2 separate regions of the Gasterosteus aculeatus genome follow, and region 1 is linked to region 2. The links are chromatin contacts, called in public Hi-C maps. All regions are on one chromosome and are shown on one strand. Each heading gives the region's core, a stretch centred on a gene start, on an enhancer-like site or on the middle of the called end of the contact. The rest is flanking DNA. Distances are from core to core; before and after follow the strand shown.

What was found. A called contact is a pair of places that touch in the nucleus more often than the background predicts.
Region 1: a contact with region 2 is called in a Hi-C map of skeletal muscle, with 2.5 times the contacts expected there. The contact joins the promoter of LOC120828007 here to the promoter of LOC144384592 in region 2. A contact is called at or near these places in 3 of 6 Hi-C or Micro-C datasets (skeletal muscle and whole body).

The regions. Positions count from the first base shown.
Region 1 is chr11:2,518,355-2,523,793 of fGasAcu3.hap1.1, reverse strand. It overlaps LOC120828007 (pyruvate dehydrogenase (acetyl-transferring) kinase isozyme 2, mitochondrial), which reads left to right and starts at 1,319. Exons shown (of 11, transcript XM_040191275.2): 1 at 1,319-1,860; 2 at 2,373-2,514; 3 at 4,251-4,322; 4 at 4,488-4,675; 5 at 4,826-4,915. The coding sequence starts at 1,731. LOC120828009 (a long non-coding RNA gene) reads right to left here and starts at 2,373. Exons shown (of 2, transcript XR_005713475.2): 1 at 2,072-2,373; 2 at 1,313-1,911.
Region 2 is chr11:2,366,633-2,372,289 of fGasAcu3.hap1.1, reverse strand. LOC144384592 reads left to right here and starts at 1,345. Exons shown (of 12, transcript XM_078084379.1): 1 at 1,345-1,838; 2 at 2,104-2,310; 3 at 2,500-2,738; 4 at 2,832-2,932; 5 at 3,053-3,222; 6 at 3,565-3,759; 7 at 4,078-4,164; 8 at 4,501-4,754; 9 at 4,836-4,961; 10 at 5,195-5,335; 11 at 5,479-5,587. The coding sequence starts at 1,706.

The DNA.
Region 1 (5,439 bases), core at 70-2,569, 150 kb before region 2:
AGGTGCTCCAGTCTCATTATGCTGAAGTCTAACTGAGACTCAATCCATTCAAAGGAAACATATTACACATTATTTTCCATGTTTCTTTCATATTTTGTTTTTCCTCTAATTTCTTTTCACAAATTTGGATGTCTTTATATTGTATCTAACATATTTTAACAGATACATAAATGGAGGAAGAAGATGTTATCTTTCAGCTTCAACAACTATAATGTGCCATCACTCACATAAAGTGTCAAATCTATGTTGAAAACAAAAATTGTAACTTGAATAGCTTATATGCATGATCATCAAGCAATTATAATACTGTCATTGATATTAGTTGACAAGGCTGTTATAAATGGCGTTGTACCGGCCACCTCATATGAAGCTGTTTATTTCAATAGCTTAGTATTGGATATACAATAACAAAGTGTGTCTATACATGGCATGAGGCCCAGTTTAATGTAAAAAACAATTGTATCAGTTTTATAAACCATCAGTTTGGGGGTCCTTGGCCTGAAAAACTTTAAAGACCCTTAATGTAAACAATGAGGTCACGAACACCACACAACAGTGCAATAGAATCTATACACTCTTTGAAACACCTCTCTTATAAACACACACAACTTTCATTGGTGTGTCACTGTTTTTCACATTATCACAAGAGTATGTGGGTTGAAACAAACGGGTATCAAATGGCAACATGCAGGTGTCCGTCCACATGTGGCGTCTTTCATATAATAAAACTCAATGTTCACACTCCGTCTTAGAGGAAACACAACAGCAATATTATTCTGTCGTTATATTAGTGAGTATATGTCCAGCAGTACCAAGAGCGATATCTAGTGGACAGGGTAATCCTTTTGGTGAAACATCTAAGTGTAAGTAAAATAAATTATTTTTATACTTAACCCCATGAAGAAGTTGGTTCACATATATGTTTTTTTGGTCCTACCTCAACTATGAGGTCTCATTGGACAAGGGCCCCAGAGACCCTGCGCATCATCATAAAAACCTCCACCTTTATGTCACTCCACACGATTTGGATCGTTTTAAAGGAGGCTCAACAATGCTATAGAGGCACCACCACCATTTCTGGGCATTGTCTCGCAAGAGACAACATTACATTTAATCAATGGAATATAATAAATGTATTTGGAAACCATTAGGTATTGTGTAATAACATGTAGAACATCATGATAACATCCGTCACGATGTTTCTTTACCCTTTGATCTGTGGTGAATGGAAAGGTTGCAAAAAAAAGGCCTCTGAGGAATGCTGGATGCCAGTTCCTGTTACACCTCATTTCTCCATTCAAACATGATTCCATTTGCTTTTTGCTTATTTTAATGAAAAGAACCAGTAAACCAAACATAGTATTGTGCGTCAGAACGACGAACATGACAATTACTAAAGAGCCACTTAATGGTTGGATTCCACCTCCATGTAAACAAGTGTAGCAGTGCCGTGCAGCTTGGTGTGAACGTGACGACAGCACGAGGACACAACAGCTGACATTTTTTCCATTCGACTCTTGTTTACCACATTCAGAATACAAGTGGGCGGGACCCTTCGTAGATTCTGATTCGCTGGCCGCCACCGAGCTCTCCCATAGGCTGAGCCTTTCTATTAACGAAGGTTTCCGCGCGTCGGACTGCAGACTGTAAACGACAGCATCCTCAGCCCCTCAGCTGTCACTCAAAGATTGTTATCTTCTTTCCTAAAGGTTTCTTTGGCCGCTTTGAGGATGACGAGTAAAGTTCGGTTCGTTGGCTCTGTGGTGAAGACGGTGGCTCAGGCCAACATGCCACAACACATCGACCACTTCTCCAAGTTCTCCCCCTCTCCTCTGTCCATGAAGCAGTTTTTGGATTTCGGTGAGTGTTGTTGTGCCTCCGTGGTTCCTTTGCTGCTGCTCGTGGTCCATTCTAGTTATGATCATGTAATGAACATGAGACAATGTGTTACAATAACAACAAGGAAATACTGTCAAATCATGACTTTTCCCTTATTGTGGACGTAGAGCTGTTGCTGTTAATATGAGGTTGGTTTAAGATGTGGGGAGCAGGTTGAGAGGATATCACTTACCGTCCTGGGGAGGTCAAGCACCTTTCATTGATGTACAGTACCATGGTTTTGTTTTAATTCACTATGTCTTCCTCATGATCAGTTCCGTAAATAATTAGTTTACTCTTGACATCGGTGCACTTTGTAGAGCTTTCGACCACATCTCAATGCCTTCATGACCGAGCCAGATATGAAATATACCGAGCGAAAAGCATTTTAACAAGTCACCTCAATTCATCTCAGCCATCTCAATTCGCTCAATTCGCTCATGCGACCACCAAGTACGTGTGAGTTAAGACTACCCTTCTGTTCCGACCTCCAGGTTCCACCAACGCCTGTGAGCGTACGTCGTTCGTGTTCCTGCGGCAGGAGCTCCCTGTGCGTCTGGCCAACATCGTGAAGGAAATCAGCGTGCTGCCGCCGCGGCTGCTGGCCACGCCCTCTGTCCAACTGCTGCACAGCTGGTGAGGCCTGGACTCCCACTGAAGAGTGCACGATTTCATTCCACGAAAATAGGTCTCATTAACTTATCTTTATATATGACATAACATTTGACGGTTCTGTACATATACAAAAGGTGAGCAATTTCCTAGGTATATACAGTATACATATAGTGCAATATATATATACCTGTATTTATTCCATAAGTTGTAAACAAAATACACAGTGCAACAAGAAATATATATGTTAATAATAATAATAATAATAATAATAATAATATTGAATGAATACACAACATCCTCTTTAACTAAAAAAAATATTCACTAAGGTTTTCTGTTCACAAAATGTATTGAAACATATGTGCAGCTAACAAAAGTGCATGTGACATTCCACCTTTGAATGACTTCATGTTTTCCCTTCAGGCACAGACCGTTCTCTGACTCTTCAGACTTGTGAAACGCTTTCAAAACTGTTTGTTTGTTTCTGCAGAGTAGGTCCTCATTTAAGAGCTGTGACGTGGTTAATCCTCTCCCAATGAATAACACGCCATGATATAATCATAAATTGCATTAGAGAATGAGGAGGTGGTGCTGAACTTTGTCCCAGTACCCCTCCCCCCCCTCTAGCCCCCACCTTTCTTCCTCTTTACTGTACAACTTGTTGTTGCAGAGAGGAACAGCCCGTTCCAATCTGTTGGCTCACTTAGTTATAAAAAGCGAGTCACACTTTCAGCATCATCCATAAGAAAATATTGAGTTTGAAAGATGACGAAAGATTGTATTCCTGTTATTTAAATGAATCATGGAGACATTTAAAATGACAATGTGTATCAAAAACTCTCTGGTTATATTTATTCTCGACCTTTTTGAGGCTAATTCAAGACTAATTTAATTCAAGACAACCTCTGACCTTTGACCTCATTGTTGTTGGCTTGCAATGTTGCCGTTTGAGAGGGAGTTTGAGAGGTATAGCAAACATAACAACGTGAAGAAAAAAAAAGTTTTTAAGTGTCTATAAGTGACACAATCTTGCAATGTCGATTGAATGATTTTACGTTCATGTTGTTGTCTATACACAGCAAATTTCAGAGTTAAATTGACTGTCAGATTCAATTTTAACTCTAAACTGGTGTTTATATTGTCCTAATCCTCTCAGTGGTCAGTGTTAAATCAACACTCAACGAAGTGTTAACAATTTAACTCGGAATAAGTGTCCAAATAAATCTGCTCAGTGTTAAATACACTCTATGTAGAGTTAAAAACCCAAGTCCTTGACACTGGATAATGGCTCTCAGCTCTTTCGTACAATTGACTCTGTAACAGTTGTCAACTTTTTGCAGTGTGACTTCAACTCTGCACTTCAACACTTTTGCCTAACTCCGGAAAATTAACTCTAAGAATTTTGCTGTGTAGTAGATTAATTAACACAGTTATTTTTTTAGTTCTCTCTGTTTTCCACAATCTTTACAGCATGTTGTGAAAAATTTCTGATGATCTGGTGTGTGTGTAGGAGGGAGGGGGAGAAGAGGAGGACACGAGGTGGTGGGGTGTTGGGGAGGGTCGGCTCAGGAAACCAAAGTCACGTAGTTATTTTCTTTGAATCCCGTCAACAAACACACACACAAACACACGTTAGGGTCAGAGATGGGTGGTGGTGTTTACATACTCTCTGTCTCTGCCCCCTCTCTCTTATTGATATCTCCTGGGACAGCAGCTGCTGGACAGCCAGTGACTCTCTGCTGGTGTTTGTGGTCTGTCAGGTATATTCAGAGCCTGATGGAGATCCTGGACTTCCTGGACAAGAGCCCCGATGACCACAGAGTCCTTGAAATGTGAGTGAAGCACACCCACCAGCCAAACTGGGACAAAACTGGACAGGATAACGTTTCTCAACTTTTTTCCTTGAACCTAAACCCTGCCATCTTCCTCTCCCTCTGTCTTGTCCTCATCCCCTTGCTCTTTCCTTTTCTCCTCTTTCCATTCCCCACCAATCTCAGGTTCGTGGACATCTTGGAGTCCGTCAGAAACCGGCACAACGACGTAGTCCCCACCATGGCTCAGGGGATCATCGAGTACAAAGACGCTTTCGACCGGCAGGACGCCGTCACCGACCACAACATCCAGTATTTCCTAGACCGTTTCTACACCAGCCGCATCTCCATCCGCATGCTCATCAACCAGCACAGTGAGCTGCCACACACAAACACACTAAACTCACACTTATGTGAAGTTCACAATATGTCAACCTGTTATTACCAAAGTTATAACTAACTACAAATAAGTATGGTACTTGTACTTGAAGTATAACTATATAACTTTCTTAACTCTCTTGCAGCTCTTATCTTCAAGGGCAACACAAACCCCGCCCACCCCAATACCATTGGCTGTATCGACTCCGTATGTGAAGTGACTGAAGTTGCGCAAGGTAAGAGGAAGAAGGACATTGTTGAGGGGGGCACAGGTTGTTTTACACATTTACAGAGACCTAACATTCCCCGGGATGGGAGGAAAACCATGGCAAGGAAAAAACTCTAGATGGTCGCCCATAAGCCTTCGGCGACCACGGAAAGAGAGAGGGGAGGAAAAGACATGAACAATGATAAACATCAACAGTAATAATAATGGAATAGGACTGATAAGAGTTGTAGTGGGTGTCAGGTGGGGCCCGGCTACAGTCCCAACCACTGCCCCTATGTTACCCTGATCCATGGAAACCTGCAGGGTGAGAAAGCAGTACAAATCTGAGCCAGCCCCAACTATACCAGTTATGCCTAAGCCTACTATAAGGGCCCAACAAAACAGTGATGTTTCAAAAAAGTAACACCTTTAAAGTGAAATGTATATTTAAAAATAATTCATTTTTGTGTTATATTTGGGTAAGCATTGCTTTTACAACTGACGTTTCATAATCTTGTAATGTGCTTTTGTGGCAATTATTTCATTTTCAGA
Region 2 (5,657 bases), core at 96-2,595:
ACACTCCTTCCACTCACACAGAGAGAGAGACAGAGACCACTCGTAACAACAACAAATACCAGATGACTGCCTCAACAACCAAATAAAGGCCAATAAATGTCCGGAGGCAGAACGAGGCTAGTCACAACAGCTAGCATCACATTTTGGGTTAGACTTTTTAATGTAGTGTGTGGAGAGCCCATTAGACATTGACTGACATCAACTGACTGGTTGTAGTCACTGAAACCTGCACAATGGTTGTCATGCTTAAGTTGGCATGTTCCCGTATACCTTCTGATTGAAAGGGCTCAATGAAAATACAAAGTGGTATTTATGTTGTAAATGTGTGAAAGGATACAGCTCTGATCTGTTTGTATAGAACAAACATCCATCCGCAAACCGCTTATCCTTCGGGCGAGAGACTGGGTACACCCTGGATGGTCACCAGCCAATCACAGGGCTAACACAGAGACATCACACACCTACATCAACCTGATCCCCAGAGTACTGTGGGAGGAAGCCGGAGTACCCGGAGGGAACCCACACAGACACGGGGAGAACATGCATACTCCACACAGAAAGGCCACTGGGCGGAGTCGAACCCAGGACCTTCTTGCTGTGAGGCAACAGTGCTAACCACTACACCACCATGCCGCCCCTAGAGGACATACGTTTTATGTTAATTCTTCATTCTCTAGGATTCTACAAAAGAATATATCATGTTGAGCAGGATATGTTTTTCTATACACTCCTGCCCATTCTGGTGTGTTCTGTATTACAATAGGATCACCCTTAACAGCAGTGAAAATGTACAATCTGACTTTCTATAAGCTCAATACCTCCATCCATCAATCAATCCCTCTTTTACTCATCCCTTGTTACCTGCTAATTAATACAACTATCCTCCGCTCCTAATTGTCTACTGTTTATAAGTCCACAAGCGACACCAGGGAGCAAGGGAGAGAGGGAGCGAGAGTGATCCAGATGTAGCGGTGGAGGGGTATAATTATGTTAAGCCAAATCACACATGAACTTGATAGAGCTTATTCTCAGAGAGGGAATGCATGGATAATGACAGGAAGGAGGAGGTGGAGGCCTCACGTTTATTTCAGTTGAAAGAGAGTTGAACAAGACTGATGTAATGCACTTTACAGGAAAAAGCACAATGGAAGTAAGAAAGACTGTAAGTACAACCATATCAGTGTCTGGCCTCTTATGCTATGGAGGACTAAAAGTGCCACAATTAAATAAATAAATACACCATTAAATAATTACTTAAATGTGTCATTCATTAATTAAAATTGGAATTAAATAAATAAATGTGTCATTAAATGTGTCATTAATTAATTAAAATACCGATTCATTGTATGTAAAATGCATATATAACTATTTCACTATTTACATTTACATTTCATGATCCTGCGTTGCAGCGCTTCATGAATTACTTAAAACTGTCAAACTGACCCATCAAAAGTTGGTAGGCGGAACATAACGCCTGATTGGTTACCCTGTGCATCAAGTCAAGACAAATCAATTCCAGATAATGGATCGCTGCAGAGCTACTGAACACATTCCAATACACTGGGTGACGCTATTCACCTCTACGTTGGTTTGGATACGCTGTTAAACAGAACTTTCATTGCAACGGCTAAAAATCAAGGAGATGACGCGGTCCTGCTAGCCCCAATGACCAAGGACGCAGACGCCGTGCGAGGTGCAGGACAAAATGTCAAAAAGTTGCCCGGAGCTGCTGAGAGAAGCAGCGAATTTGATTGAGGAAGCTCTGAGCAGAAGTCCAACGGCTCCGGCGGCTCAGTCACAGCAGATACCGGCCGCTCAATCACGTACACCTGTCCAAGGTAAGCTAAGTAATTTCATGTTAGCCAGGTGTGCTACTCATTAATGATTCGGGACACACGTGTGGGTTAAATTAGATCGACTCGAAAATGTATTTGTATGTGGTATTATGATGTTTCGTGCGCGACACGTTCGTTGTTAATTGGTGGAGCATAAAACCCGCTAGTTAGCTAATGGTGTTAGCTGGTTTGAGCATCCCAAGATAGAAGTAGAGACTGTTTTAGCTGACTGGTGACCATTGAGCGGTGACGTTTTTCTGTGTTGCAGCGGAGGTAGCAAGGCTCTTTGCGCCATACAACATTGGAGCCAGAAGGAATATGACGAGACGACCAGCACAAGTCCAAGTTAGCCGAAGAAGCTACACAAATACTGTCTGTTGTTTGGCTGACCACAATGCGGATAAAATGCCAAGCGTACTGGTTATAGCTGAACTTCCTCATTCAGGACTTGGAGAGCAAAAAGTAACATTTTCAGGTCAGTGCGAAACTAGGCATTTACCAAAACAAAACAAATTGTGTTCATTGAAATTATTTGCATTTAATTGTATAGTGACTCAAACGTAATTCATTTTAATACTGTGAATAATAGTTATCACAGGCTTATTTGCTTTGTTTTAAAGGTTTAAGGTGAGGTGAGTTATGATTTTATTTTATTTTTCTCCAGGGAATGACCACGATCCCATGGTTATAACAAATAAACTGATTGAAGTGTTTCCGAAGCTCCAACAAGGGGGAGGCTTTGAACTTCTAAAACTTTTAGGATCTACTCGCAGTCGAAATCTTGCATTGCTTCAGTGTCCCAGCACTGGATACACCCTTGCCTATCTGAAAGATCCATCGACGATGATTGGGCAGGCTACAATCTACATACGTCCACTTCAACAGGATCTACCCTTAGATTGTGTACATAAATTTACAGAGACCTAGTTTAATACATAATCAAAACAAAGATTACTGGTGACTTTTAATCATTAATTAAAAGCCATTTGTTGTTAGGAGAGCTCACGTCCTGCCTCTGGTCCAGTCATCCCCTGCATCACTTGTCAGATGGAAGTTCCCTTTTCAGAGATGAAGCTGCACAGATTGAGCTGCAATGGGTATGTACTTCCTAAAGCAATGCGAGGGTAGCATATTCATTTTCTTTGGGAATATGTCCTCTTGGAGTGTTGTGCACACAAATAAGCCAGTATGACCATTTCGATTCTGTTCACTTCGAGGACACCCATGGAGGAAAGAGAACAAGAGGGAGGCCAAAGGGAAGAAAATGATAGTGAGACAGCCCTAGTCAGTGACAGTGTTCCAGTGAGGTCTGAAACATCAGCTGAGAGTGCAGTAGTTCCAGCAGTGATGGTCAACGAGGAGTTGGATCGCAAAGAAACAGACAGTGGTATGTGTCATCACAATAGTGTTGCTATAAGATTGTGTGTAACTGAAAAGTCAATAGAAAGCGAACACTTTTAATATAGAATTGGATAAGATAATAGTTACAGGCAATTAATAACATGCACCTGTTTTTTTTATTTTTCTAATATTTAGTTTTTGTTGAATGCCGTTTTTATGTCAACTCGGCGTTGTGACAGATTTTTAAGCTATTGGGTCCCGCGTTTTATCAGTGAAATAACATAATTTTCCTCCTGTTGTGTAGAGTGAGAGGGTATCTGTATATGCAGGTAACATGCCAACTCACAATATGTCTCTGGAATAGATAACTTTGTTGTTGTTTGTTTAGAATGGAAGATTATTGAGGAACCCACTCAAGCTGCCAAAGTTTTCAAAGAAAATCTGCTAAGGGAACATGCAACTGGGAAACCGCTTAGAATGAAGATGGATGTAAGGGAGTCTGAAGAGGACCGGGAACGGGAGCTTCTCTTATTCTATAAACAGCAGCAAGAATGGGCATGTCCACTTCATTGTACTCTGGTTGGTAAGTAATATAAAGTTTATAATATAAATACATCAGTACAGTTTATACCACTCAAGTAGCATATATGGAATTGTCCCATTGGAAAATGGGAGAATGGAATGCACAAAATTATATAATTGATAAAAAATGTTATGTATGTGAATATTGTGCACAATATACTCTTATCTGGAATAATCAATATTAAGGATGCTGTTCTAAATTACAGCCAATATAATTTTGACTATTTTTCTCCCTTGCTTGTTAAATGTTAGCTAATCAAGTTACCCGTATTTGTCTGCCACTTTTTTCCACTGTGTTATTATCAGTATTTTATTTCAGGTGATCTTGCTATCGGAGAGGGAGTGATGCGGTACTTTATGACAACAATCATATCCAAACTCCAGTTTGGATTCAGTCTAGATCTTGGTAAGTACTCGCACACGTTCTGGTGGTTGATGAACGCAGATATGTGCTGTTTAGCAGAGGGCCGTTGGGCAATGTTTTGTGTCAGGTAAATCAATAAGTCAGTAGTAGGATATTCAGGGGGGTTGCATTTGAAGTGGTTTGGGGTCTGTAAGTCATTTTGGAGTAGGCTACAATTTTGTTTAAGTGAATTCTACAAGCAGCAATACCACAGGCCAAGTAATCGCCCGTTCCAAACAGGCACATTTTCAACGGGCACTGCACTAGTATGATGTAATTTTATGTATTTAAGAGGTTAGTTGTTGTGACTTTATTCCCTGCTCTCTTGGTACTTTACAGGAGGAATGGGCCGAACACTGCTATTTGAGGGTGAACCTGACCATCTTGTTCCAGCAGCATCAGAGGCACTTATTGAAAGCAACCTCTTCCGGGTTGCAGGAAGGATGTTGGCCCACACTTTTCTGCATGACGGTCCCCATGGTACAGGATTAAGTCCTGCTGTAATTCATGTACTGCTCAATGGGGACCCAGAAATGGCTACTGTTGTTATTGAAGACTGTCCTGATCTGCACATCAGGAGCATCATAGAACTGGTATGTAACCTAAAAGATAATTTGCCATGTAAAAAAATATTGCTTGGGCAGATATAATAAATGGTATGGTCCTTATTCTAGCTTGAACATGAAGAACTTACACCGGAACAGAAAGCCACAGTTTCAGATCTTTCCATGTCTTGGGATCTTCCGGCAGTCACCAAAACAAATCGGAGATGGCTACATAATAAACTTCTACTCCATGCAGTGAGTTCCTGCTGGTTAAGTAACAGAACTCATTGCTGTACTTGTTGAAATTATAGAATGTATTCTGAACCCTGGCTTGTTAATGTTAACACAAGAGTTTAAGTACTCGAGTTTTAATGGGTTTTTATAAGACACTTTATTGTGCTTTTATTAACATTTTGTTCTACTGTGCCAACTTTTGTCAAATTTGGGTTAAGGATTTCTGCTGTAATATGGGTCTGTCTGTCTCTTAGGTCGTTGGGAGGACCATGCGCCAAATTAAACAGTTGAGAAAGGGACTGAAAGATGTGATGGTATGGCCCCTGCTGACATCTAGGCCAGATGTTGTCCCACTTCTTTTCCCCAAAATGGCTGAAATGCAGTTCACACCCCAGGTAAGTCAGTAATTTAGTTATATTTGTGACTTAACTTAATGAATTTTACGTCTTTTTTCCATGACTGAGCTGGCTATTTTTCCATTTTCCAATAATGTGATCTGCATCTCCCTTTTTTAAAATTACAATTTGTTTTCTTTAAGATGCTCCTAGAAGAAATCACATGGCCAGTTGAGGACAGTGATGATGAAGACTTTGACTTGGACACCACCTGCCGCATCACTGGCTTTCTAAGGATGTTCATTGAAACGGGTATAAACCTAATTTCTCTTTACAAATGCTTCTATGTCTCATGGATAGATATGATCAAATAAAGTTGAAC